Regions from separate parts of the Mus musculus genome. Here regions 2, 3, 4, 5 and 6 are each linked to region 1. A link is a contact called in public Hi-C, HiChIP or PLAC-seq and promoter capture Hi-C data. All regions are on one chromosome and are shown on one strand. Each heading gives the region's core, a stretch centred on a gene start, on an enhancer-like site or on the middle of the called end of the contact. The rest is flanking DNA. Distances are from core to core; before and after follow the strand shown. Region 1 holds the start of Cmas (cytidine monophospho-N-acetylneuraminic acid synthetase). Region 2 holds the start of Aebp2 (AE binding protein 2). Region 3 holds the start of Lrmp (lymphoid-restricted membrane protein). Region 4 holds the start of Etfrf1 (electron transfer flavoprotein regulatory factor 1). Region 5 has its middle 19 kb from the start of Aebp2. Region 6 has its middle 4.4 kb from the start of Gm32124.

Evidence for each region. A called contact is a pair of places that touch in the nucleus more often than the background predicts. HiChIP or PLAC-seq counts read pairs in DNA pulled down with a chosen protein or histone mark. Capture Hi-C pulls out chosen DNA fragments and counts their contacts.
Region 2: an H3K27ac HiChIP or PLAC-seq map of extraembryonic endoderm stem cells shows a contact between it and region 1, with 13 times the contacts expected there. The contact joins the promoter of Aebp2 here to the promoter of Cmas in region 1. A contact is called at or near these places in 6 of 39 promoter capture datasets (the 3T3-L1 cell line, 3T3-L1-derived adipocytes, the C10 cell line and 2 more), 5 of 484 Hi-C or Micro-C datasets (B cells, CD4 T cells, CD8 T cells and 2 more), 6 of 115 datasets of contacts at active chromatin or transcription factors (bone marrow-derived dendritic cells, embryonic forebrain, embryonic stem cells and 3 more) and 3 of 9 other capture datasets (adipose tissue, embryonic stem cells and liver).
Region 3: an H3K27ac HiChIP or PLAC-seq map of embryonic stem cells shows a contact between it and region 1, with 4 times the contacts expected there. The contact joins the promoter of Lrmp here to the promoter of Cmas in region 1. A contact is called at or near these places in 2 of 39 promoter capture datasets (the HPC-7 cell line and pre-B cells) and 1 of 115 datasets of contacts at active chromatin or transcription factors (embryonic stem cells).
Region 4: a contact with region 1 is called in a promoter capture Hi-C map of adipose tissue, with 4 times the contacts expected there. The contact joins the promoter of Etfrf1 here to the promoter of Cmas in region 1. A contact is called at or near these places in 3 of 39 promoter capture datasets (hippocampal neurons, liver and pre-B cells) and 1 of 9 other capture datasets (adipose tissue).
Region 5: a contact with region 1 is called in an H3K27ac HiChIP or PLAC-seq map of embryonic stem cells, with 3 times the contacts expected there. The contact joins the enhancer-like site here to the promoter of Cmas in region 1. A contact is called at or near these places in 6 of 39 promoter capture datasets (the 3T3-L1 cell line, 3T3-L1-derived adipocytes, the C10 cell line and 2 more), 1 of 484 Hi-C or Micro-C datasets (CD4 T cells) and 3 of 115 datasets of contacts at active chromatin or transcription factors (double positive thymocytes and embryonic stem cells).
Region 6: a Hi-C map of CD4 T cells shows a contact between it and region 1, with 2.7 times the contacts expected there. The contact joins the enhancer-like site here to the promoter of Cmas in region 1. A contact is called at or near these places in 2 of 39 promoter capture datasets (the C10 cell line and pre-B cells) and 1 of 484 Hi-C or Micro-C datasets (CD4 T cells).

The regions. Positions count from the first base shown.
Region 1 is chr6:142,753,457-142,757,973 of GRCm38.p6, reverse strand. It overlaps Cmas (cytidine monophospho-N-acetylneuraminic acid synthetase), which reads right to left and starts at 1,288. Exons shown (of 8, transcript NM_009908.2): 1 at 948-1,288. The coding sequence starts at 1,201. LOC115490443 (a long non-coding RNA gene) reads right to left here and starts at 666. Exons shown (of 2, transcript XR_003956544.1): 1 at 1-666.
Region 2 is chr6:140,620,753-140,625,378 of GRCm38.p6, reverse strand. It overlaps Aebp2 (AE binding protein 2), which reads right to left and starts at 1,877. Exons shown (of 8, transcript NM_001005605.2): 1 at 1,035-1,877. The coding sequence starts at 1,684.
Region 3 is chr6:145,119,373-145,123,953 of GRCm38.p6, reverse strand. Lrmp (lymphoid-restricted membrane protein) reads right to left here and starts at 2,185. Exons shown (of 19, transcript NM_008511.4): 1 at 1,848-2,185.
Region 4 is chr6:145,208,568-145,212,924 of GRCm38.p6, reverse strand. It overlaps Etfrf1 (electron transfer flavoprotein regulatory factor 1), which reads right to left and starts at 1,778. Exons shown (of 3, transcript NM_133688.3): 1 at 1,673-1,778. Casc1 (cancer susceptibility candidate 1) reads left to right here and starts at 1,955. Exons shown (of 16, transcript NM_177222.4): 1 at 1,955-2,118. The coding sequence starts at 2,116.
Region 5 is chr6:140,601,799-140,606,385 of GRCm38.p6, reverse strand. No RefSeq gene overlaps it. Among named protein-coding and RNA genes, the nearest start is that of Aebp2, 19 kb to the left of the region's middle. Within about 2 kb of position 1,350, at least 31 of the 459 cell types and tissues checked have an H3K27ac peak or open chromatin away from gene starts, as enhancers often do. A contact at or near this core is called in embryonic stem cells, where this site is marked.
Region 6 is chr6:144,900,137-144,904,301 of GRCm38.p6, reverse strand. No RefSeq gene overlaps it. Among named protein-coding and RNA genes, the nearest start is that of Gm32124, 4.4 kb to the right of the region's middle. Within about 2 kb of position 1,496, at least 178 of the 459 cell types and tissues checked have an H3K27ac peak or open chromatin away from gene starts, as enhancers often do. A contact at or near this core is called in pre-B cells, where this site is marked.

The DNA of each region.
Region 1 (4,517 bases), core at 39-2,538:
TTACTTTGTCCCTGTGGCCTATACATAATTAACTTCTCACTCCTTTGCAGTCTGCATTCTGAGAGGTTTAAAAACACAAAACCAAACAAAAACCAATCGAGAGCTCCGTAAGGGATAGAACTGTGCACGGACCGTCTTGCTATCTCCTTGCGTGTGTATGGAAAAAAGTGGGGCTCAAGAAATGTTTACTGAGCTGAACCAAATTCACGATACTCCCCTATCTCTCCTCAGCACACTTCCTATTACGTGTTATTTTCAGAAGCCAGCTGTTTCTTTAGCTCCACCCAGAGCTTCCTTTGAGTCAAAACACAAAGAAAACTCATACATTTATATCTTTTGCTATCCCATCTTTAAACAATGTCAGTTGGGTGAAAAAAAAAATCTGCCTTCATAATATGGGGAAATCAATAGCCTTCTGAATCAATCATCTTAAAAGCCAAATCATCAAAAGGTAGCAATAAATTCAAGCAGAATTTGGATGCAGCTAGCACGGGCATTTAAATTCCTTGTTGGCAAAGGATTTTTATCTCCCTCCTTTGATGAATGGCATCAACTTGTAACTCCTGATCAATCCGGTGGAGGCCGAGAGGATGCAGAGATAAAAACTGCCTTTAGTGAGGCCAAAGTTCAAGAGGTAGGCTAAACCCATTCACACCCATAAAACAGTCATACCTCGTACACACGTAGGGACCATTTCCTCTTTGTGCTGACTCACAGCCTCACAGCCAGAGAATATTTTTTTCTCAAAGGTGAGGGAAGACTCTCTAAGCTGGGGAGCCCCAACTCGACTCCATTCATGCACCTGCTGCCTCCCGGGCCTTGCAGCACCCGGCAGTCTGCGCAGCCCAGAGGTGACAGGCGCCCATCAAGCAGGGGCGACCCAGGGTCAGGCCTGGGGACCCCGACCCCCGACCCCCGACCCGGGCCCGGCTCCCGCACATGCGCACCTCTGGAAGACCCCCGCATCCAGGGCGGCGCGCAGGACCCAGCCAATGAGCGGAACCCCCGCCAGGCGCTTGATGTTCTTCAGTGGGATGCCTTTGCTGCCGCCGCGGGCCAGCACCAGCGCTGCCAGGTGCGGCGGCTTCTCTAGGCCGCGCCCCGCGCCCCGGCTGCGCTGCAGCTTCGGGGGCCGGCCCCGGGACGGCCGTCCACGCGGGGCGGGCCCCGACGTGGCGGCCCCCTTCTCCAGCGCGTCCATCTTCCTCCCACGCCGCCGCTCCAACGTCTCCACATCCGGGAGCTCGGCCCCGCCGACTCCACTCGGTACCGCCCGCCTGCTGTGGCAGCTGTAGGCCACGCCCACGGCTCCGCCAGCCCCGGGGCACGCTGGGAGTTGTAGTTCCCCGCGCCGTCACCCTGCAGTGGGGCCGGCCAGGTGAGCTCAGAGGAGCCTCTAGTTGAATGGCGCTTTGTGCAGTGTTCAATAATGTCTGGAGATTTCTAAAATAAATGAGAATTAGTCCTCCTCCACTCATCTCCTCCTCTCCAGCCTCTTTCCGTTTTCCCATTTCTTCCTCCCCTTACACCTTCCTCCATTTCTTCCTTCTTCCCTTTTTTTTCCCTCTCCAACCACTCCCCATCAACATACTAGGTAACTTCAGGTCATGAGAAGCTGAGTCGGGTTTACTGGGCAACAGCCCCTAGCCATAAAGAATTGCTTAGTCCCAGCCTAATTGTTTCACAAACAATATTTTGGGCTCTCAAACAGTATGAGAGAGAGAGAGAGAGAGAGGGAGAGAGAGAGAGAGAGGCAGACAGAGAGAGAGGCAGAGAGAGGCAGACAGAAAGAGAGACAGAGACAGAGAGAGAGACAGAGAGAGAGAGAGAGACAGAGAGAGAGAGAGACAGAGAGAGACACACAGAGAGAGAGAGAGAGAGAGAGAGAGAGAGAGAGAGAGAGAGAGAGAGAGAGAGAATGTCTGTAAATGGGCTCAACCTGCAACAGCAGAAAGCTTGGGGCCCCTCGCTGTTGCAATAAATCAGTCTCAACCTGTGGGGATCAAGGTCTATCTTCTCTACCTCACTTTTCTTACAGTTATCATCATCCTCTTTTCTTACAGTTATCATCATCCTCTGCTTTGCTCTCTGACTGGAGCTAGCCTTGAACTCACTATATAGTTCAGATTAGCCAGGAACTCATGACATAGCTCAGGGTGGCCTGGAACTTGAGGCAATCTGGCTGAGCTGCCACTCCCAAGGAATGAATGAATGAATGAACTGAAGACCCTCCCCACTTGGAAACTTCTTAGTCCATACTATAGCATGGATCTATTTTATGATTTAATGCTTTTATATTAAACATCAATCTTCCTATGCTCCTGATTCATCTCCCTCTCCAAGAAATTGCCCCATTTTAATGTCCTACAGGTGCCTCGAACTCAACATTTTAAGCCATCGTCCCCCTCCCATGGGCTTGGCATTCCCTGCTAATTCAGCCAACAGTGTTACCTTCTGCTGGTGTGTCAGCTTTATTAATCCCTTCCAGTGTAGTGCACACCTGTTCCCTTCTAAAAAAAAAAAAAAACTTTTAAAAAGTTGTCTGATAAAATATATTCCTTTGAGAACCCACTGCCTCTCCCCAGGTGCGGGTGGGGTGTAAACACACATTCTTTTCATAGTAACAGTGTGTGACAATCTTGGCCCTTGAAATGTCCTATCTTCCTGAACACAGCTACAAGTCTTTCCAGACTCCTGTGAGAACAAAAGATCCTTCTCTTGTTGAGTTTTTGGATGTTAAAAGACTGTGTAAGTCTGAAGCCTGGGAGTAAAGGGGTGGAGAGATTTGGTATTCTGGAAGAGCCAGGGGGTCTACACTCACTCTGAAGAAAGCCAACCCAAGATATACAGAGAGGAGAGACACTGTCCCCTTTCAACCAAGAAGGGAGCTAATATTGACAGTACTGGACACTTTCACCAAGTCCTTTCTAAAGTGGATCCAAGTTGGATTCTACTGTTCTTTGCCTATCAGCCTTAGAGACACAAAGTCTGGAACAGCACTGGGTGGAAACATTGTTGTCATACGGAGCTAATTCAAACTCAAAGCCTGAAGGAGAAGGAGGCTCTTTGTTGATTTAGCCTTGAGCTGAAGACAGCTGCTGGTCCCATTTCCCACAGTGCCAAGTCAGCAGGAGCTACCCTTGTTCCTTTGTCCCCATGTCAGGGACGGGAGGCTGGGAAGAGAGATGCGCTATTTACAAGAAGATCACACTGTTGTTTGTGTCCATGCTCACTAGCTGGGCTCTGGCTGATCCTAGCCACAGAGCTGGGCGCTACTGTTCTTTTTAAGTGTGTAGGAGTCTGTGATCTAGGAGGAAGCCAGAAATAACAGAATGCCCCAGATAGCACTCTGTCCATTTCTCGAACTGCCACAATCTTATTGTGTGGGCAGAGCACAGAGATCATTGCATGGGACAGAAAGATCCTGCGAGTGGAACAGAGTGTCTCAGTGATCTATGGTTTTTAAGTGACCTTGGGAAAATTACTTTTCCTCTTGGAACCTAAATTCTATGGTAATAATGATGATCACTTACAAAGGTTGTTCTGAGGACTGTGGCAATACATAAACATGCTCAGTACAGTGCATAGAATATAAAAAATGTTCAGTATAGCTAATTGAATATAGTCATAGCTCCAAAGGAGAGCTTTAAAATAACTGTGGGTTAGCAAAAGAGGGCTAGATTACAAGCAGGCACAAAAGGTAGTATTTTACACAAGGTAACATATTTTTTGACAGCATAATACTTCGAGAGGCTCTCCAGTAAAGATAAAGTGTATGGGTCAAGCAAGCTGTGCCAAAACATTTTAGGATATTTGTTGTGTAACCTGTACTGTAAGGTTTCATATCTGGAAGTAAATTATAAACCACCTTGGGTCTCCATTTATCCAACCATCATATCTGTTGTGTTTTATAAAAAGATAAGAGAGAAGGAATTGTTTGGTAGAGTGGTAGAGTGTAGTAAGGTGTGGAGGCACGGGGTGCCTCTGTGGGGCCCAGGCGGAGGCATCCCTTCTCCCTCTGAGGGACCAGCCACAGGCCAGTACAGTATAGAATAGAATTTATTCAGGGGAGGGGTGGGGAGATGGAGACGGAGCCGGAGACAGAGGCGGAGAGCGGAGGAAGAGGACGGGGAGGAGAGCTTTAAAATAACTGTGGGTTAGCAAAAGAGGGAGCTAATGTTGACAGTACTGGACACTTTCACCAGGAGGAGGAGGAGGAAGAAGAAGAGGAGGGGAGGAGGAGAAGGAGGAGGAGAAGAGGCTGACTATGAGCATGTGGAGGGGGAGGAGGAATGGAGAAAGAGGAGGAGCAGAAAAAGAGGAGAGAGCAGCGAGAGGGCAAGAGAGAGAGGAGTGGGCAAATAGCCCCTTTTATAGTGAGTCAGGCACACCTAGCTGTTGCCAGGTAACTGTGGGGCGGAGCCTAGATGAAATGCCAACAATATCATCTTTATTCTCACCCTCCATACACTGATATTTCTTCTTAATTACATTTGCTAATGCTAGAAGGACATCTG
Region 2 (4,626 bases), core at 628-3,127, 2.1 Mb after region 1:
CCAATTATTTCCGATTCAGCAAAGCAACTGTAAAGGACATCAATTCAAATCTACTGTTCCTTTCCACAATGCTCTTTCTGTGTTTTAAACTTGGTCCCTCAGATTTGATGACCAAAACTCAAATCCCCTGAGATGATATAACTGACAGATGTGAGGGATCTGAGAAGCAGAGATTACACATAACGGACCAGCAGTTCTTTTTAAAAGTAAAGCAAAGCCAGGGGTGGGGGTCTCCTCCCTGCACAAGTTAGTTCTGTGAGTTCCAGGAGACCAGCCATATTGGAAAACACTTGTCAATTGCAGTTCTGACAAGTGTTCCCGAACACCGATGCACGAAGCTAACCTTGTGTACCGAGGTGTACATCAAGGGCCTCTGGAGCTCGGCTGGGGCGTCTGGGCCATTTTGGGGGGGCTGTCTCCGGGACAGAGTCGTCCTTCGATCCGAAAGGAGAACCGCGCGCCGAGGAAAGGAGGGTGGGGAAAGGAGAGTTGAGGGGGGATGGTGAGGAGTTGGAAGCCGCTCAGCGGCAAGAGGGGCGCGGCGGCCGCCCGGGATTTCCAAGTTGAGATCTGGGGGGGAGGGGCTGAGAATCAGGGGGCGGGAGATCCCGGAGAGAAAGTCCCCAGGTCTGGGGTCCCAGAGTCTGGGGCAGGGGAGATTCCGGCGAAGCCGTTCCCAAGGTGGGCAGGCGGGCGGGGCAGGGAAGGAGAAGCAAGAAACGGAAAGGACTGCGGCGAGAAAGTCCCCTCGGTCCCCTCGGCGGAGCCCGGGAATCTACAGAGCAAGGGATCGCTGCTAGAAGGGTCCCCCCCGCCCCCCGCCCCGCGCTGGGCCAAAGGGTCCAGGAGATGGGAGGGGATCGGGCAAGGAAGTCAGCTCAATGGAGTCCAAGAGGAGTCCCCTAGGTCCCCTCTGTGGGGTCCGGGAGGAGTCCCCTAGACGGGATCCACGCAGAGTCCCCTCGAATCAGGAAGAAGTCCCCTGAGTCCCCCTCGTCGAGGTCCGGGAAGGGTCCCCTTGGCGGCGCACTGACCTGTCCTCCGAGTCCATGCGGCTCAGCGGCTCCCCGTCGGACGACATCTCCAGGCTGCCCCGCCGGCCCCCGGAGGTCGCGCTGCTCCCGCCTCCCCCGGTGCCGTAGCCCTCGTCGCCGCCGCTCGACACCACGCTACTGCTGCTGCTACCGCCACCGCTGCTGCCCGGGCCGCCCGGGCCGCCCCGCGGTCCCTTGGGCTCCTCCAGGCCCTCCTTCCCGTCCCCATCGCCGCTGCTGCTGCTCGCCGCGCCCGGGCTCAGCGAGCGCGTCTCGTCGCCGCTGCAGCCGCCGCTGCTGCTGCCCACCAGGCTCTCGGCGCTGCTCTCCTCCTCCGCGCCGCCGCTGCTGCTGCCCTCGTCCTCGTCGTCCTCCTCGTCCTCGTCCTCGTCCCCGCCCGCCTGGCTGGCGCTCTCGGGGCTCGGCTCCGACATGGTCTCCGCCTCGCCGCCCCCCGCGCCGCCGCCCGCTCCCCCGTTCAACAGCAGCGCGGCCACCGCCTCTGCCTCCGCCTCCTCGTCATCCTCCTCCTCCTCTTCCTCCGGCGGCTCGGCCCGGCCGCGCGCCGCGGGCCCGGGGCTGCCGGGGGACAGCGGGCTGAGGCGGGAGAGCTCCTCCAGGTCGGCCATGTCGGCGAGCGCGGCGGCCATGGCGGCGCCTGCTGCTCCTCCGCCTCCTCTCGCCGCCGCCTCCTCGCCCCCGCCACCCCCCGCTCCGCGCCCGCACGCCCCAAACTCCGCGCGGCCGCCGCAGAGCGGGAGGAGGGCCCGCGGGGCTGCGTCAGGCTGCACACGCGCTACGGAGCCCGCGCGGGGACACGCGCCGGAACGCGCGCACTCACGCGGAGGAGGCAGCGCGCCTGCGCGCCGCGGCGGCCCCGCCCCTCCAGAGTTTCTTTGGGCCTTCCCACGCCTTCCCGCTCCGGGCGGAGGCGGGACGAGCCCTCGAAACCCGAAGTCGGTGGGGATTTTCACAGCCCTGGACTTCTACAGAGAGAAGGAGAAGCATCGGCTCAGAGAGAGAGAGAGAGAGAGAGAGAGAGAGAGAGAGAGAGAGAGAGAGAGTGTGTGTGTGTGGTTTGCGGGGGAGGTGGTGTCCTGTAGAAGGAAGCCGTAAGTGGAGCAAGTGTCTGGCCGTCTGAGCGCTTGCCATACTCAAAAGACAGGTCTCAGACATGTGCAGAAAGTTCGATAAATCGGTTTTTTTTTGTTTTTTGTTTTTGAAGCGCCGAGCCGATGTCCACACCGCGGAGGCAGAGGCTTGACTCGCAAGCCAGGCTTGCTTACCTGTCCCGATGTCCCAATGACCCAAGGAGGGCAGCTCAGACGAGGCGGGCGTTGCTTTGGCTCGAGATCCTCGCAGGTTTTAAGTCCTGGAGCTTCTAATAAAATCTGGGGTGACACTTGTAGGCAGGCTGAGTTCTTGGGGTGTAGCGCTGGCCGTTGAGGGCTCTAACCGCTCTTCCAGAGGAGCCGGCGGTCGGTTTGCAGCACCCACAAGGCGGCTCACAACTGTCTAATCCCAGCAGCTCTGACCACATCTCCCGGCCTCCCTCCCAGTCTGGTGGGTGGTGCACACAGGTACCTCACCTAAAAGGCACACCTTTAACCCCAGCCCTAGGGTGGCCGAGGCAGGAGGGTCTCCGAGATTCCGAGGCCAGCCTGATCTATATAGCGAGTTCCAGGCCAAACTGAAATCCTGCCTCACAAAAAGGGAGGGTGTGAAGAAGAAAGCAGGGAAGAGGTTACTACTCCTACTAATGAAAGGCTCCTCCCTATCCCCAGGCAAGAGTCAAACCTTCCCTTTACAGCTAGGGAAGCATTGCATCTTCCTGAACTTCTCGGTAAGGGAATGCTTTGTAAATAAGCTTTTTGTAAAATAAAGACCTGGAGTTTATGAGGAAGGCTGGTGAGCAGCCCACATCACACCCTGACTCCGGGGCACATCTGATGCTCTGGAGTGGGGAAGCAGTCTCAGAGAGCATTCCCTCATTCATTCTTAGTAGATCTTCACACACAAAGAGAGAGAGAGAGAGAGATCCCCCAGGTGGAGTATTTTCATGTTTCTAGAATTCACTGCCCTAATTTAAAAAATAAACATAATAAAAGAAACAACATGTAGTATGAGGCTAGAAGGGATTGTTGCAACTTTGAGGCCAACTAGTGTGGGCCACAAGGAAACCGCCCCACAAATATCTTAGTGTACAGTTGCAGCCTTAACCTTTGGATACATACTATCACACGTAATGTTCCCCCAGTGGAAGGAAACATCCTCAAAAAAAAAAAAAAAAAAAAAAGAAAAGAAAAGAAAAAAGAAAAAGAAAAGAAAAGTTTCCTCAAGGAAAAGCAAAAATTAAAATGATAATATACAATGTAGCTACACTGGCAGGCGTTAACCTCAAACTCTAACTTTCAGAGTCATTCTTGCAGATAGATCAGGAATGTGTTGTCATCCTGGATTGTAGACTGAGGATCACCAAACTGGACTGGAATAAAGCATGACTCAGTGTATGTGGCAGCTGCTCTAAGGCACATTAGAAATTAGGACTGACCTAGCAGAGGAAATTCAAATCTTTTTATCTCCCCCCACCTTCTAAGAATATTATGCAAATATTCTAATCCTCCCCACCCTGTAAACCTTTGTTTAAATAAAGGCCCATGGCTCTATTCTAGAAACTTGGTGGCCTGGAGCCTTGACCTTTTTCTCCTTGGACCCTCTTCCTCAGTTTCCTGGGTGATGATCTTTCCAGATTGGCCAACTGAATAAAATTGTAAGGTGGGAGCCCAGCCAGTGGGGAAACACACAGCCACCACCTGAGTTAGAGTTGTGTGTGCGGTCTCAGGAGCACACCCTCTTGATCCAGAGTGGTTGCCTTGTCTGGTCCCTTCAGTTGTAATGATGCTCTCTTTCGTTGTGACCCCAACTCTCTTGCATGCCTATTTATCAGTTGTCCACTGTTTATACTTTATAAAATGTATCGGTTTAGGCACCGTCCTCAAACACACCAACTACAGTACTAATACGGTCACTGATTCTATCCCTCACACCTAACACCTTGCCCCTTTGCCTTCTTACATTTGGCTCTGCTGTTCCAGGCACCAACTCTGCCAAACAGGCAAAGCCAGGATGTCCTCGGGAGAAATGGAGATCACTGTGTTGAGCAGCGCTGTTAGTGGAAACCTGGGGTGGGCTGCTGTGCTCTGTGTCCCAGGCTTTCTGTGAAACAGCTCTTTATGAGTCCTGCTTCCTTTAGAGACCCAGACCGGTTTTCATGGGCCTAGACTTGAGACAGATTTGAGTCACAGCTACCCCACGCTGCATTTATGACTCCCCATCGCGTGACTAAGTCTTTCTTACACAGTTTCTCTCCTCCTCTCTTCACTAAAACGAGTCCTGTTCTAGGAAGCAGCCTCCACCTGTGTCACCCAGTGTGCCTCAGCCTTGCCTCAGCAGGTCACCAGACATGCCCAGGCGTGCTTGACCACGGAGAAACTGGGATTCCTGCCACACTGCAAATTAGATGCTTCTAAAATTTCTCTAAAATTGGCAGCCAGTTACATTTTGTACCTTGGCTTTTTGTCCCTTCATTTAG
Region 3 (4,581 bases), core at 936-3,435, 2.4 Mb before region 1:
ATTGGCCTGCTCATCTGGAAAACCAATCCCATCTTCCCACAGCTGGCACATGAATTTGAGATGGGTCAGAACAGTTGCTAATTTATTCACCTAGCTCAAGAGTTTCAGAACAGCTGAGGACATTTGAATACCTTTCTTTCCGACTCATAATTCAAGTGTCTGACTCAGAACTCGAGAGGCCTGGGTGGCGGTGGGGGATGTGTATGTGTGTGTGTGTGTGGCTACTATCCTCACTCTTTGCTGTCCCAAGTCGACCTGCTATGTAGAGCATTGTGAAAATGTGAACTGCTCTCTTTGCCCAAAAGTTGATTTTCACAGGTGTTGAGAGAGACCTTCATGTAAAGACATGGTCTTGAGCAAAAACCCATAGGTGTGCCTTCTCTGGGCAGGCAAAATACACCCATCTACATGTGTTCCATGAATTCTGGTAGCTCGAGAGCAGGTGCATTGAGGAAGGAAGTCCACACATGAAAAAAAAAAAAAAAAAAAAAGCGCTTCTAATACCATTCCAACCAATTGTCTCTGGAGGCTGGGCTGGAGGACCATAACCAGCAAGGAACCCCACAATGGCCTTTGGGATGTGTCATAACTGTAGACACTCCTGCTCAGATGCCACAGGGAACCCTTGAGAAGGGGGACCCAAATTCTTACTTGCTCACAAAACACTGAGATGTAATATCAATTTCATCAAAAGACAGATGTAAGTGGCCGGTGGGTTAGTGCTCTGAGCATGGGCTCTGAAGCACCAAACTGGGCGCAGCTGCTTATCGGTGCCTCCACAGGGTAGCTCTTCTCACAAGAGACCCTTCTCCAAAGCCTCCTGAGCAATGACAACACTGTACCCTCCCTGATTTAAAGAACAGTTTTTATTGCTTTCTGAAACATTGAAAACCAGTGAGCTGTACAAACCAAGACAGTAACAATAAAATATTGAACAATGTTGCTATTCTAAAAGGAAGCAATTCCTTAAACGCCTCAGCCACTTCCTCAGGCCAACAGTGAAAAAGGTACAGAAATTCACAATAAACCCAGACCAAGCACCATTTGGGTCACGAGATAAATGAACTCTTATGTCTGGAAAAAAAAAATCTGTCCCACTAAATTAAGAAGTTCACTGAACAAAAGCAGCTGTCCGGTAAACGGCGAGGCACGCAAGCTTTACAATTTCCATTTCATCTTTGTAGAATAAAGCAGGTTTATAAATAGCCTGACATTTGTAATTTGACACTTGTCTTCTCACATTATTCTTGGTAAATGCTCATAATAGGCCTTTGGCTGGCACACAAAATTCTAAATACCCGTTTCAAAGGTAAAGTATATTTGAGCAGAGGAACGCACACAGTTTAACCCCAGCACTCTGGAGGCAGAAGCAGGTAGATCTCTGTGAGTTTGAGGTGAGCATAGTCTACAGAGAGTTTTAGGTCAGTCAGAACTACACAGTGAGACCCTGTCTCAAAAACAAAACTAAAGTGTGCATATATATCCATACATACACACACACATTTATATTAAGAACACATTAAAAATTTTAAAGCAAGTTTACATGTGTTTAATATTGATACACACTCTTGCACACAAGGGTAAGTTGCCTCTGAGCTAAGTAAGCCCCAGCTCTGTTTCATTTTAAACGGAAAGATAGCCATAGACAAATCTAGCAACAGCCTGGGGTGCGGGGAGCAGGGGAGGGGTCTATGGCCCTGGCCAGAGGCTGAGATCCCGGGAGCGAGAGCGAGCGATGCTAGCTAACCCTTCCACTGGCTAACCCAGCAGCTGGGATCCAGGAAAGCGGCAGAGGCTCTTCCTCCTCATCCTGGGCGACATGAACCAGAGTAGAATGAGCTACTTACACTGAACGCCCCTGGTCTTCAGCTCCTGAGTCTGAGTAGTGCTGGGGACTGTGATCTCCTTCTGGAATCGCTTCCTCTAGTTCTTGTAGCAGAGGCTTGCCTCATGCGCAGGCCCCATCCTGATCCCCCTGACCCATATGCACAGGTCAGCCTGGGTTTGAGCCGCGGGAAGGGCGCTGGATGCTTGTTCTTAGGCACAGGAAACTGGAAATATGCTTTTCTTCTCAGGGAAATGATAAGCGTAGGCTCAACTTCTGCAATTCTGTTTGCACGGGCGGGCGCAGCAGGCCCAGATCCTTCCACCCAGAGAGTCCCTAGAAGCAACTTAAGCTTTCTGTACTCCCCTCTTTCACCAGAAGGCTGTTAACACCGCCTCCTCTGCACCCCTGCACCCCTGCACCCTTGCGCCCTGCACTTCCTCTGCGCAGGCTAAAGGCCAGCCTCCTGGGACAATTGAATAGTTCCTTTTTTCCCCCTCCTCCATTTTTGCTTCACATTTTAAGGACATCTGAGGTGATATCCCTGAGTTTCATATTGCCAAGGCCTCCGGACCCCTGGCTCTATGTGCTCTCTGGCTATGGACCTTCTTCCTAGTGGGCACATCTTGCAGCCGCTTAGCAATGTCTAATGGTTTCTGAATGAAGTCGAAATTTTAAAAAAAGAAAGGGGGGGAGGGGGTGTGTGGAGGGAACGACAGAAACACCCTGAGCTTTCAGTGACACTTCAGTCACAAGTCACTCTGAGAAACTGTGAGGAACTCAAACTTCTTTAGAGAGGACCTGAAAAAATGAAAGCATTTAGAAATACAGGCTCTTGAGTAAAGCAACCCCAGAGCTCACAATCAACTCCACAGCTTCCTCGGGCTGTTTCGGATGAGCACGTGGCATGACTGGCTCCCCACGAGCTCGCTGTGACACCTGCGGCACACAAGTAGGATGTTCTACATTGGGAGCAGGGTGACAAGTTTAGTTTTTACACACCAACACGAGCTATTTAGAGGAAAGTGGGTGCGGAGGGAAATGCGTCTTTGTTTCGTTAACCTTTCTCCTTTGGACTGTCAATCATAGGAAACGGGCAGAGCTTTAGTACCGGAAGTATCTCCCCCAACACAGCTGGAAACTCACTGGATATTCCCACTGTGAACTCAGAGGTCATTCTCTACCTCTTATCTCCCACCACAAATGTCCTTGAGCCTTTAGCACTTCTCATTTGGCTCCCACTCTCCGCTAGCCAGCAAGACTAATCTGTGGCGTACTGATGACTCAGTGGTTACCAGGAACTGCTTGAGTACAAACCTTAACCCACTGGGCCCACCCATTTTGAATTAGGATCAAAGTGGGGGGGGGGGGTAGAGGGAAGACAGCCATCAGTCCCAGGCTCCTTGCAGTTAAAGCCTAACTGTGTGCCTGCATAAAACAGCACTGCTTATAACATCAGAAGCAAGAAGGACCACGGCCCTTTCAGCATCGTTTTGTATATAGAGGCATTCCCCAAAGCTGCTTGCGCGACCGCCTACAGTCGCTTATGCTCTGTAATGGCGCTAAAACAATATGAACAATGTATATTGAAATCTACACTCTTAAATATTTATAGTTCTTACTAAAAGAGGTAATGCTCTTTTGAGATAGGATCTCATATACCCCAGGCTGGTCTCTAATTTTCTATGTAGCTGAGAACTTCTGGTCCTCCTTCCTCTACCTCCCTAGAGTTGGAATTACACACATCCACCACCTAGAGCAGCTTGTGCTCTCATGCTAATTTATGTTACCCAAAAACCTGTTTGCAGTGTCCTGCATGTAGGCTAAAGGAAGCCTACCCCCAGCTGGCTCTGATTGGAAAATAAAGTTGCCAGTGGCCAATGACTGGGCAAGGAGACAGAGGCGGGACTTTTAGAATTCCAGAGTAAGAGAGGAGGAGGAAGAAGGGATCCCACCATGAGAAGGGCATAGGACAGACTATGCCAGGAAGGAGCAGGGGGGAGAGCAGGCTGAAATGTAGGTACGAGGGGGAAAGCAGCCCCAGAAGGGCTGCCCAGAAGGGTCTTGGACAGCAAAGATAAAATATATATTTAGTAAGTGTTAACTCAGGAATATCAGAAGGGAGTGTATGCTAGCTTCGGGGCAGTTTAAGTGCCATTTATCTAGGTAAGGTATATTAAAAATAAACCAACGTGAGCAAAAAGCTAACGCGAACCTACCAGGAGTATAAAGCAGAATTTTAACTATTTGCTGAGACAACCACTAAGTCTAATTTATTCAGTACAAAGACTGGACTTGAACCCAGGGCTTTGAGCATGCTAAGCTGGCATTGCTGCCAGCCAAACTGTCTACAGCCCAGTTCTATGCTCGTACTGTTTGTGTGTATGGTATTGTTAACTACATCATGTATGGTGTTGCCAATGTCAGAGTGTATACAGTACTGTTAGGTACAGTGTGTACAGTACGGTTAAATGTAGGATATGGTATTGTTAATAACAGGTACTGTGTCATGCAGCAGATGTCAGGAGGTCACTTGTCACAATGGCCTAAGCTTTACACCTGATGAAAAGTAACTCTGCCTTCTTCTCCTCAGCCTGTAGCCACCCTACTCTCTGCCTTTTGGAGGCTTAAGCTGTTTCAGATTCCCCATCCTCCATGACTGGAGGCCTAACATCCTCTGGGTTCATCCATGCTGCCATATGCGGTAGAACTCCCTTAAGGTTGAATAAGATTGTTACCCAAGATTGATACATTTT
Region 4 (4,357 bases), core at 529-3,028, 2.5 Mb before region 1:
TTCCCAATTGCTTTTCCCACAGAGTATGAGTAATAAAAGATTCGCCTACCCCTGCCCCATGCACTTTGATGGTAATTTATGATACAGTTGATTTTCAGGAATTTTTAGTTTATTTTTGCTGCTGGGAAAAACCTTTAGTTTGCAAACTAGAAAACAACTTAATTGCTGCAGAGACCTGCATGGAGTCCTGGAAGTTATCAAAGTTGGATGAGTGCATGGCTCAAAGTCACGGGCTATTCCAGGAACATGGATATGTGCAAGGAGGAGCTGTAAGTCCTTTCTCCCTGGGGACTTTGAGTAAAGGAATGATGGCGTTGTCATTTTAGTAGGACACTATTATTTCTAATAGGGGCTTGATGCCCAATGATGTTATTCTGCCCCATGATGTTCAAGTGACCAAAAAAAAAAAAAAAAAAGCTGAAGGAAATGGAGACGGCAGTGTATTGTTTCAGTGGTCTAGTGAACTAGACTCAGTATTCCTTCAGACTGTACTGGAAAACTGTCCTGTCAGATTTCCCCATACCAGAGGTTGTGCGACCATACGCCTTTAGATGGTACAGGTACATGACAGGAGAGAGGGGCTAGTACAACCCGTGTCAAGATGAAGAGATGCCAGAAAGCAGCCCTCTTATTACTCACAAATCCTGCCCAGGGACTAGAGGACATCAAAACTCAAAAAAGCATGCACAGAGTCTTGAACCATGGGATCTAACACATCTCTACTATTAGTTTTCCTCTTAGGAGAGAAGTTGATAATGACACAGTGATTTTGAGTAAGGCCATTTCTCCTGAGTCACCATGTTAATTACTGTACTTCCACACCACTTCCTAGTTTAGTCTGAGGTTTTCTGTCACTAAACACTAGTAGTTGCTTTGTTGAATAATTCAAAACAAAGGCTACCTTCCATACCTCAACAGCTAAGATAAAACAAATTTGAATTTATATGCAGTAGGTGTTAAGTTTTTATCTCATTACCAAGGTTCGGAGGGCAGTAAGGTCTTAAGTGTTGTGCAACCAATGACCTTAACCCACAAAAACTAGCTGTCAGTCCTACTGAACAGAACATTTAGTTTATGTAAGGGACAGAGCATTAGTACTCTATCTTGGGTTAGACGGGCCGTAAGCTGGGGTTGGGTTAAAGAACTGTCTCCATTCCTCTACGTCTCAAGTGCCTTTTCTTATGGAGAAGGGCTGAAATTCTGCAGGCTGCCACAACAGTACAGCGCTCCGTGACCTTGGGACAACAATGGCTTACTGGTTCTTAGAAGTCACGTTAAACTAGTGTGTGAGCAGCTCTTGAGAAGGGCGAATGCTTTGCATAGAAACTAAACTCCCACGATCAGTGAAGAATCTGTACTACTTTAATATCAAGGTAGCGACCCTCTTGGAGCTCGCCTTTGTGGCCAGATGACTCCCTGGGGGACCCGCCCGGAACCTATGGCTTCACCTAGTCGTGAGCTGGCGCCATTCCCCAGATCCCCCGGGAAGGGCTCGTCCAGACGCAAAAGAAGCGAGGAAGAAACCTTTTTACAAGGCTGGCCGTGGCGGGCCTCGGCTATAACCCCAGCTCTCAGGAGGAAGCTGAGGGATGCCCGCGAGTTCCAGGTCAGCCTGCGTTTCAGTGTGAGACGCAGCTCTCCCCACGCCCGGAAGCCCTCGCCTAAGGCATACTTCACCACCAGCAGGTCTGGGGTCCAGACGACAGCTTGCTCAGACCGCCTCACTCCAGCGCTTTGCGGCACCACGGCCGTAAATGCTCCGACCGTCTGCCGGAAGTGGGCGGAGCTGAGAGGCGGGGGTGGGCTCAGGGCGGGACTACAGGCAGCAGTGTATGGGACTCGAGGCCGCTTTCTTTGCTGGGGCGGGGCATCAGGCGGAAATGGGCGGGATTAGGTAAAAGCCGCGATGTGGGCGTACCTTATGTGGGAAGTGTGGCTTGTGTAACCAGTCTACGACTTGGGCAGTACTCACCGGAAGACTACAGTGCGATTGCGCAGGTTGTCCTTCGCAAAACACTGGGAGTTGTGAGTGGGCGTGGCCTGTCGTCTTGACAACCGTGAGCGTTCCTGCTCTGCAGAGTTCACTTATCCCTAAGCAAAGTTCCTGCTTCTGTCATGGTAAGCCAGGAAAGTGAGGGAGACAGGAAAGGGGCAAGTGCGGATTCCACTTCAGCGCTGTCGAGGGAGGGCAGGCAGACAGGGGCAGTGCGATCCAGAGGTGGCGAGATCCAGATCTTTGCAGTGACTAAACTTTACTAGCTTCCGGTGATGTACATTCCCACTTTGGCTCTGACTGCCTTGTCAGAAAAGTTTTCATTCCAACGCAGAACAATATGGAGCAAATTTCGTGTGTTGTTTCCCATTCTCCATCAAGAGATCATCAATTATCACACTCGTTGAGGGGAGATTCAGAGTGCATTATTTGTGTTTGCTGGCTGGAAGCCAGAGACACACAAAGGAGAATATTACAGCCCTCCGGCTCTGTCAGTTAAGCAGAATATCAGACACAAGCTTTACCAAGGTAACAGCTGGTGTATCTAAAGCGGAGTAATCAAGCTATTAAGGGTAGGAGAGAAGAAAAGATTGGTGCTTTTCAGTCTCTTTTAAGATATAAGTATGTATTTTCTGTAAGTGGTGGGAAGAAATGGGTAGTGAAGGCCTCCCCTGGCAAGACCCCCAATGGGTCATCAGCCAAGTTAAGACTGCTGGCAAATTACAAGAACAAGCACGTATTTGCTACATCGAAAGGTGGATTTAATTTCTTTTTCCTATCTACATAGCACTGTTTCTCAAAGACTTCCAAGCCATTTGGGGGAATATTTAAAATGTAGATTCCAGGAGGTTGCAGCTTCAAACCTAACTGTATCATGGGGCTTCCAGGAAACAAAGTACCATAAACATGTTTGCTTAAACAGTAGAAACTGCTTACCTCACCATTCTGGAGACTGAACATCTGGGGTCAGGGTGTCAGCATGGGGGCAGGGATTTATTCAGATCTCTCTTCTACTTCTAAATAGTTCTTTAGTGTGTAGCAGTGTAAACTCATTTTTTTCATACGATGCTTATTTTCTTCATGAGGGTCTGTATCCAAGATTCCTCTTTGTAACCTGTACCAGCCATATTGAGCCAGAGGCCTGTCCAGTTCCAGTATCAGCTCTTCTTAATTGGGTGAAATAATTACAGACCCTTTTCATAAGCAGGTCAAACGCTAACACACAAGAAGTTAAGATTTTAGTATATGAATTTGAAAATGCATAATTCAACCCCACAATCTAAGGAAGTATACAATTCAGGAAGGGAAGCAACTATACTGTAAGTCCAAGAGGACAAATTTCTCAAAAAGCTTGTCAGGAAGTCCTTTGCCACTTGAACGTTGAAAAGTTTTACTACTGATGGCTCTTATGTTTATGTGAAGGATAAAGATAGGACTTTCCCCACACCTGTTTCATGTTAGAAATACTAGTGAGGGATAAAAATGTGCCCATCATCTTTAGGATATGCTCTTTGAGGAGGATATTTACATAGCCTACCATACAGTATTTGTTTCAAGATGGAAATATGTTAACAATGTGTCAGGGAATACTACAGCCAGGATAAAAATTATTTGTAAAAATCACATGAGAGCAAAGCCTCCCTCGTTGCTCTCTCCCTGATGAATATTTATGGAGAGAATTTCTGAAATGTGTGCACCTTGCAGGAAGATGTCGTCTAAATCTCATTTACTGTGTGCCAAATTTGGCACTGGCATTTTAGAATGATGTTCCCATGGCTCGAACCAGCCCTTCCTATGTGCAGCTCTTCAGATATGTAAACTGTGTAATTTACACTCAGACGGCCTCTTACAGGTTCTTTACCAGAGAGCTGATGGGCACACAGGCCTTCTCAGGAGTTTACGAATAGCATCACGGGAAATACCTGTACTTGTAAATCAGTATTGAAGGACAGAGCTTTCCAAAAAGAGCAGACTGACTGTAAATCATGTGGCTGGGCAGTCTTCACTTCATCGTTAATTGGCAAACTTGAAGAAACTGATTCTCTCCCCATTTTTAAAAAAAAATACTATCAATCTTATGTAATAGAAAGGTTTCTTTTAGACAGCCGCTACATCTGCAAATTTGAAATAGTATCAATAGTCAGTAATGCGTGGAGATTTAGGGCATCTTTTCAACCAGTCCTTTTTTAGCTTGCTCTCCTATCACAGACTCATTGATATAGGAAATTGTATTGACTAACTCAAAAAGATGCTTCGTGAGAAATCTTGTGGGTTTTCTTGCCTGTGTTTTCAGTTTGTTCTGACTTCTTTTTATAGTATTTTTTCAGTTTAAGGTAGCCAAAGAGTCACAGAAAAGTTGCAATG
Region 5 (4,587 bases), core at 101-2,600, 2.2 Mb after region 1:
TGTCAGGCTCACCTGTAAGGTAGGGCAGGGCACCAAGGAGGAAGGTGGCGGGAGTCTCCTGTTCTGTCAGTGGAGAGAGTTTTCGGGGAGTGCTGCGCAGGCCCTGTCCACACAGCCTTCTTAAGTACCCCAGGATTTTCAGCATCATTTGGAATGACAAGGCAGAGCAGGGGAGGGAAGGATGGAAGAAGATTTGCCTCTGTTTGAATCTTATGGACAAACATAAGACCCTAGAGCAGACCCTAGAGACCAGCCATAAAGTCATTCACAGGACAGTGCAACAGACTCAGACAGCAGCTTTGCACAGAAGTGCAACAAACACAGGTCCACGGAGTTCACACATGACCATGACCTTGAACTCCTGACCTCAGATTCAAACTCAGGCAGACCATGACCTTGAACTCCTGATCTTTCTGTTTCTACTCAAAATGACTAACTTCACATTCCTGTGTCACCACCCTGGACTTAGATCATTAGACACAATAAGGCAATTAGCCAGGCATGATGGTGCACACGGGTAATCCAAGAACCAGGGGGGTCATAGCCCAGAGGATCATACAGAGTGAGTCCAGGGTAACCCGTCACAAAAAGACAAAGGAGCAAATGCAGTTATTTTACCTATGAGGTTTTTTGTTTTAATTCACTATTATTCTATTATTATTCAGTTTTGTGTTTGAGACAGGGTTTTATTATGCGTTCCTAGAGGGCCTGGGGCTCTCTGTGTAGATCAGAGACGCTATAGATTCCCCTGAAGTTAGTGAAGCCACCCCACCTAGTTCTGCTCTTATCCTGACTGCATCTTATGTCTGTTCCGGTGTTGTGGTTATTGTTTTTTAAGATTTATTTATTTATTTTATGTATATGAATACACTGTACTGTACAAATGGTTGTGAGTCATCATGTGGTTGCTAGGAATTGAAATCAGGACCTCTGCTTGCCCTGGCAGATTTATTTATTATTATATGTAAGTACACTGTAGCTGTCTTCAGACACACCAGAAGAGGGCAGCGTCAGATCTCATTAAGGATGGTTGTGAGCCACCATGTGGTTGCTGGGATTTGAACTCAGGACCTTCAGGACCTTCGGAAGAGCAGTCAGTGCTCTTAACCGCTGGGCCATCTCTCCAGCCCTATTCAGGTGTTTTTTTAGCCCCTAGTCCCTGAACAGTCAGGTCTGCCTTGGCGATACATGCTGGACTTGCTGTGCCCGACCATGGCTTGAATGCATAACTGAAAGATCTACTGAATGCATAGCCAAATGTCACTAGGTTCCCCTAACACCCAGCTAACAACAATCCCATTGTGGCTTCCGCCTTTTAAATGTTCTACTCCTGTGCTTCAGTGCCAAGGGAAGAGCCTGCTCTGGGTTGCGGGCTAATAAAGCCCTCTGTGTCCCTCCTGAATGCTGGGGACGGAGGGACCTGCCATTGCCTGCTTTTGCTTGTAAATTGTATCTGCTTGAGACAGGAGCTCACACTGTAGCCCAGATTGGCCTGAAACTTGGGACGAAGCTTCTGATTTAGTTTCCTGGGCTCTAGGATTAGACGAGTGAGCCATCTTTTTTTATATCTAAACGTGTAAGTGAGGAGCTGATGAGGTGGCCCTGAGGTTTTAAAAGCCCTCAGTGCTCTCTTGGAGGGCTGGATTTTGGATCCTAGCACCCATGTCAAGCACAGAATGATACCTGGAACACCAGTCTCTAGTGGATCTGATGTCCTCTTCTGGATCTTGTAGGTGCCTGCACACATGTGGCACAGACACGCTTACATACATGTTTTAAATGAAATACACATTGGGACAAGCAAGTTATCTGTTTTCTCCATGGCTCTGAGTCCCTTGGTATTCTGTCTGGACTCCACTCCCTCAGTTACCTGGCAACATCCAGGTAGGCCTGGTCTACTATAAAAGGGGTTGCTTGCCTCTTCTCTCTCTCTTACTCTTGCTTTCTTGCCTCTTGCCCCCCTTGCTCCCCCTCTCATCATTCCCTTCCCCCTCTCTCCACCTGGTCATGGCCGGCCTCTACTTCTCTACTCTCTCCTTCTCTCTGCCTTTCTCTGCCTCTACTACCCTCTTATGTCCCCTCCCCATGCCCTGAATAAACTATTCTATACTGTATCATCTTGTGGCTGGTCCCTCAGGGGAAAGGATGCCTTGTCATGGGCCAGTGAGGCACTCCTTTCCCCCATACCCCCCGACTCCCATAGAACATATTCTTATATTTCTTTCTCTTTTTATGATTACAACGGAGCCCATGTCCAGTTAATAAGTCTTTGTCTGTGTTAGATGGCTGCTGGGAAGTGAGGGGTATTTGGAGTTTTAGAGCCAAGGTGTAACCCAAAAGTCCTGCCAGCCGATTCTGGAAAGCTATTCCCCACCCCCAAGTGTGTGTGTGTGTGTGTGTGTGTGTGTGTGTGTGTGTGTATGTATGTATGTGTGCTTGTGGGTCCACATAGTCTCTCCTCTGGGCTAGGCCAACTCTTAGCTTTCCTTTTCCTCCTTCTGAAGCATGGGACTGTGGGTGTGGGCTACCATGCACCATCCCAGAGCAGTCCCTCCAGCTGAAAGCTCTCCCGTTCAGCCTGTCTGCAAGGCTGAGCTTCACAAATGGATAATTTGTCATCCTTGCAGGCAAGATCCAGCAGGCAACAGAGAGAGCCAGGTTCGTGCATGGAGTATGTCAGGCAGGGTGGAGCCCCTGAGGGCTACAGAGTTTGTTAGAGAAAGTGGCTTTGGCCAGGCTCTCTTTAGAAACGCAGCCAGCCCATTATCCTCTCCTCTACCTGAGACATAGTAACAAGCAACAGAAAGCCAAGGTTTTGTCAATGCCAGCATTCTTCCCGCAGGAGCTAATCTCCCTTTTATTAAGCCGCTCCTGGGGGTCTGCTCAGGCTAAAATGGGAATGAAAGATTAACATTAAAAAAGAAACACAAGAGCCCCTTAAATGGCCCAGTGGGTGAAGCCTGGGAACCGACAGGTTGCCCTTTGACCTCTCCATTCACGTGCCACTCTTCCCCACCCCCCAAATGCCATCAAGATAGCTCAGTCTGTAAAGGCATCAGCCATCAAGTCTGATGATGGGAGTTCAATTCCTAGAACGCAGGGGATGGAAGGAGGGAAGAGAAACAGGAAACAGTTTTTTCAATAGTTTACCTAAAAGACATCGGAATCTCTGTAAGACAGAACCCGGGCGTTCTACATATTCATAACCTGTGTGTGTGTGTGTGTGTGTGTGTGTGTGTGTGTGTGTGTGTGTGTGCGTGTGAAAATGGGAAAGACATTCTGAAATGCCTTTCCTTCTCCACTGACCTACCACTCAATCAGTGGAGAACTCTGAGAAACTTCCGCTGGCCCTGTGGTTTCCTAACCCTGGAACTGTAGAGGTTGGGGTGCCCCTCAACTTCCAGACACATTCGTTTATTTTGAGACTTAGAAGACAATCTAAGTGGCTGGATATTAACCTGTTTTTATTTTGCTCTTCCTTCTCCTTCTTCCTCCTCTGCCTCTCCCTTCGTCCTCCTTCCTCCTCTTTCCTCTTTCTTAAGCTTGAGACAGGAGACAGTTTTTGTGTGTGTGTGTGTGTGTGTGTGTGTGTGTGTGTGTGTGTGTGTGTGACCCTGGCTGTTCTGAAACTATCTCTGTAGATGAGGCTGGCCTCGAACTCACATGAGATCCTCCTGCCTCTGCCTCCCCAGTGCTGGGATTAAAGACATAAACTACCATCTTCTGGTTCAATTTCTACTATCTAAAAAGATTTAGGTACGGGCAGTGGTGGAGCATGGGAGTTAGAGGCAGGCGGACTTCTGAGTTCAAGGACAGCCTGGTGTACAGAGTGAGTTCCAGGGATAGCCAGGGCTACACAGAGAAACCCTGTCTCAAAAAACAAAACAAGCAAACAAAGATTTAGGTAACGCCAGCAGATGGGATGATGGCATGGTCTGAGCTCCTCCTCCACATAACACAATTCATTTACAATTTCTTCGTGGCTCTGACTTGCTTCCCTCCTCAGAGCTGGAATTTGCACCACCATTCCTGCTGGGCTTTCTAAGCTTGTACCTATTCCTGAGAGCATAGAGCCTTATGCTTTCGGCCTACTGTAGAATTCTTCTTCCCTATGCTTTCGGCTTGCTGTGTTTCTACCTCTCCAAACCTGGAAAATCCTCCTTGTATCTGTAACAATTAAGAGGGAAAAGCATTCAGATGGTCTTTCCCATTCTCTCTCTCTCTCTCTCTCTCTCACACACACACACACACACACACACACACACACAAACACCCACACACACACAGGTAACGGGTATGTAGACCACTGGGTTCAGTCTTACAAATGTCTTTTGGGGGGCAAGGAGGCAAAGTGAGAAATACTGAGAAACTATCTCTCATGCGTATGCTGTCCTACTCTAGTGAAAAAGCTGGCTCTGGAGTTAGAATTTGGCCTGCCTGCTCCAGATCCAATCATGTTTGCTTGAAAATTCCTCCAGAGTATGTGTCCTGGGTGAGGCGGGCAGGCTGTGAGAGACCTCTGAGACCATTACCGGCCAGCTGAGTACCGTTCCGCTCTGAGCGAAGCAAGAAGGCAGTTCAGTTCTA
Region 6 (4,165 bases), core at 247-2,746, 2.1 Mb before region 1:
CAGGCATCGAGGGGGGAATACTCTTTCTGCTCCTTTCTAGCTTGCTGGCTCAGGGCTCCTTCTTCCTTTGTTTTACAAAGCACACCACTCCAGTCTCCAGTCCCCTGTCCCTTCTCTGTGTTCTGACCCTCCTGCATCCATCCCTCTTCCACAGAGGATCTTCCGAGCTAAGGCAGCACAGTCTCCCCATCTCTTTAAACTTAATTCCACCTGCACATTCTCTAATGAGGGGGAACTTTTGCTAACTTCTGAAGGTGTCAGCCTCCCTGAAGGTCATTAATCTAAGAAATTGCTCTCAGGGAATTTTTAAGGATAATTACTGGAACCCACAGACATGAACAGCATGGGAGGGTGGGTGTGGACCCTTTGACTTCTGGGCTGTAGCTTTTCATTAAAAGAATTTTTTTTTTTGGAGTAGAAATGTTTGAAAAGCATTATCACGCTCATATTTACAGTATAGAAAGACCACAGAAAGTCCTACAACCTTCCCTAGGAAGGTTATAAAGGGCACGGATACATGGAAATTGACTTTTTGTTTTTTTAAAGCAATGTCTGTTTGGATGCATGGGTAGAGCACGGATGTTCATTTCCACCCCCTCCCCCTGTTCCCTTCTACCTTATTGCCTACTCAGTTCCCAGAAATCCTTAATTTGCTTTGTGCAGGACTTAAACTCTATCAGATGTCTTCTCCATATGAATTTATGCTGCAACCACTCTGTCCAAGTGACAAGATTAAGTGACAAGACATTTGCTCGACAGTGCTTCTCAGAGTGCAGACAATGACTTGATTAAGGAGTGCGTTATGTATGCTTTGGATGTGACTGTGCCCCCAGGCCCGGGCATCTGAACACCCGTTCCCAGCTGGTGGTCCTGTGGGGGGAGATACGGAGCCTTCAGGAGACGAAGCTTCTCTGGAGGAAGTGGGTTGCTTTTGGGGCGGACCTCGAGGTTTGTGACCTGACCCCACTTCCTGCCTGCTGGTGTGTGGAGAGGTGAAGACTCTCAGCCGTACCCTCTGCTCCCCCAGCAGTGAATTCCTCGCCTTTCCCTCTGTACCCTTTCAAACCATGAGCCCCAAAGAGCCATTCCTCCTTTTAAGTAGCCTGTTTGCCAGAGTGATAAGAACTGGTCCAGAAGACATTCAGGAACAGCTAAAGCATTTTAAAGAGAATACAGGCTGCAGGAGGCTCTGTACAACTAAGAATCAGATTCCGGACACGCTCTGTGTTGGCTCTCACTCTACAGACACAACGAGTGTATTGTTAGCAGCCCTGCAGCTGCTTTGTCAGGTACCTGGGCTGGGACAGAACAGTGGGCTTGAAGGCACTGACTCCGCAATCAAAGTGAGGGAAGAGGTCCCGAGGTCTGAGGAACACCCAAGGGACAAGAGAGAGGATGGACATCTCTTTGGCAGCTTGGTGTCTACTCTGCACACTGAAACCATCCCAGGTCTGACTCAACAAAGTACCAGCACGGAGTCATCCGACCACTTCCTGGGTTTTCCCCCTCAAAGCTTTCACACCCAGCGTTGGCCTGCACTCCACCCTGCCAGAGGATGAGCTCAGCAGGCTGCGCAGGCGCGAAGGCCTGACAGACTGCTATGTAATGGTCCCCGGGGGCACCGGGCTTCCATCCCTGGAGGCAGGAGATGGAAGAGGGTTTGAACAACAGCAATTAGCTGGGGATTTTCTCCGTGTCTTGGTGAGAAACATCTGACCTCGAAACAAGTCTTTCTTTGGTGAAGAAGGGCGGTGTGTGCCTTACAGGAAACTCAAACATGACTTCAGAACATTACACACTGGATTAGGCAGAAGGGCACATGTGTGGCACCAGGGGGTGGGGTGGGGGGAGCTCGCCTCTGATTTTTAGAGCAGAAATACAACCGGAGCTTGAGTGAGGTTGTCAGCGGGGAAGCTTAGGCATGCTCCAGTCTGAGGGTCTTAGGCACTCACCGTTGGCAGATCACCGCGCCAGCCCTTCCTCCCCACCCCTTATTTCCTTCTTCTGCCAGCTTGCGCTCTCTGTTCTTCCCTATTTAAATATTTCTTCCTACTCAGAGCCCTGTAAGCACTTCATCACCAAAGTCTTTGATCTAGGAACAATAGCAGCCGTTTGAACAGCAGAAGAGAAACACTTGTTACATAATTTTACTTTCTCTCCAGACTTTGAACATATATCACCAAGTCAGGAAAACCTAGAGTGAAAGTTTCCAGGGCCGACCACACTCCAACCACACCCCGCCCAAGGCCCGACCACACCCTGATCAAGGCCCACCACGACTGACCACGCCCCAAACACGCCCCAACCTCCCCTGGCCTGCCTGCCTTTACATAGTGTTTTTATTTCTCACTCAGTTTGGTCACACTTTTCTGAGGCTAATTATGCACCGGCCTTGCAATCTTTACAAGATTTGCACATGACAAATTCTGATTTGCTTGTTACGCAGGGAAGGCAATCTTCAAGATGAAGCTTCATAAATAACCAAAAGGAAGACTTTTACACTCAACAGTAAAGCTAATTTATACTCACGAAAATTTTTTTTCTCCCACCATGCATTATACAGTGTCAGGCATAATATTTTAATCCCTACACTTTAGCACACATTTCAGCCTTCCTGGCTTTGATTGACCTATGGCGTCTCACTGCATCTTCATGGATTGTGGGACACAGAGGGCGGCAGCATATTATGGGCTGGAATGTGTTATTTTTCCACCTCTAAGTCTCCCTCACTTTCTTACATGGACACACACACACACACACACACACACACACACACACATACACAGATGATTATATTTAATGGTTTCCAAACTAAAATGACATCCCAGTCTCTTCTCTTACCTACCTGCTCTCCATTGGTTGTGCAAGCCTAAGTCCACCTATCAAAAGCAGCTCCAACAGTGTTTACCCAGCGAGTGGTGCACACCAACAATCTAAATATAGACACCATCTTTCCAAGTCCGCACCATGAAGCACTTTCAGTGACCCACCAGGTAAAGATGTGTCCCCACCAACAAGGTGCGAAGAGATCTGGTCTCTAGAAATTAGCACTGCTAATTAGCACATGACCTTAGGAGACAACATGACCTTCAGCAGAATATTATCTGTCTTGTTTCTTAGATTATGAAGAGAAAGGATAGGGAAGTGCTTGGAAGCCAGTGTGGATACTTAGATCTCTCACGTAGGCAACTTGAAAGGCCAACTGTGTCCATGGTTGAAAAACATTTCTTTGAGCTGTTTTCTTGTTTTGAGTCAGATCTTAATGAAGCTCGGGCTGGCCTCAAACTCACTATATGGGGTTTTTTTTTTTTTTTGGTTTTTCGAGACAGGGTTTCTCTGTGCAGCCCTGGCTGTCCTGGAACTCACTTTGTAGACCAGCTGGCCTTGAACTCAGAAATCCGCCTGCCTCGGCCTCCCGAGTGCTGGGATTAAAGATGTGCGCCACCACGCCCGGCTTGGATATTGGCCTTTGAACTCTAAAGCTTCTTTCTGCTTCTACCTCCCTGGTGCTGGGACTACTGAGGCGCACACTACCAGGTCCAGAATAAGCTATTTTTAAAACTTGTTGTAACTGACGTTGGAGAGGGATACTCCTGAGCTGAGTGTCCTAGGCACAGGGCAGCAATTCCTTCTCTTTCAATCCTAGGATCCAGACTTGACTGCTTCTGCATTTGGAAGGCAGCCTCAGCCATTTTCTCATGCTGAGACGTCGGGTGGACAGGGCTGGGCTTAGCATCCAGTTTCCTGCACACAAACCCAATCCCACCCTTGTTCGTCACTGACACCGCAGTGAGCTGGCCCCAGGTTTTGACTCAGAGATGGGAGCGTTATTTACAGAGAAGAATCGCCTCTTTTGCTGGGCTCGCTATGATTGGTTTATTAGCAGTGTAAACTCGATTTATGACACGCATCAGGGCATGTATCAGTGTAAGCCAGTGGGTCTCTCCAGCTACTTTCATAGGTGAACGTAAGCCTGCTCCCTCCACTGTGAGGGACCCCCATGCTCTTTAGGGAGTGAGGCTCTGCTTCTTTTTCTTTCTTGGTTTTCCCGCAGAACCCCAGTTACACAGACTTTTCAGAAGAGATGACAGACAGGTCCTTGGGATGACTGGCAGGGTGGAGAGCTCAGGTGCTATGAAAAGGGCTCACCATGCCATGATTGACT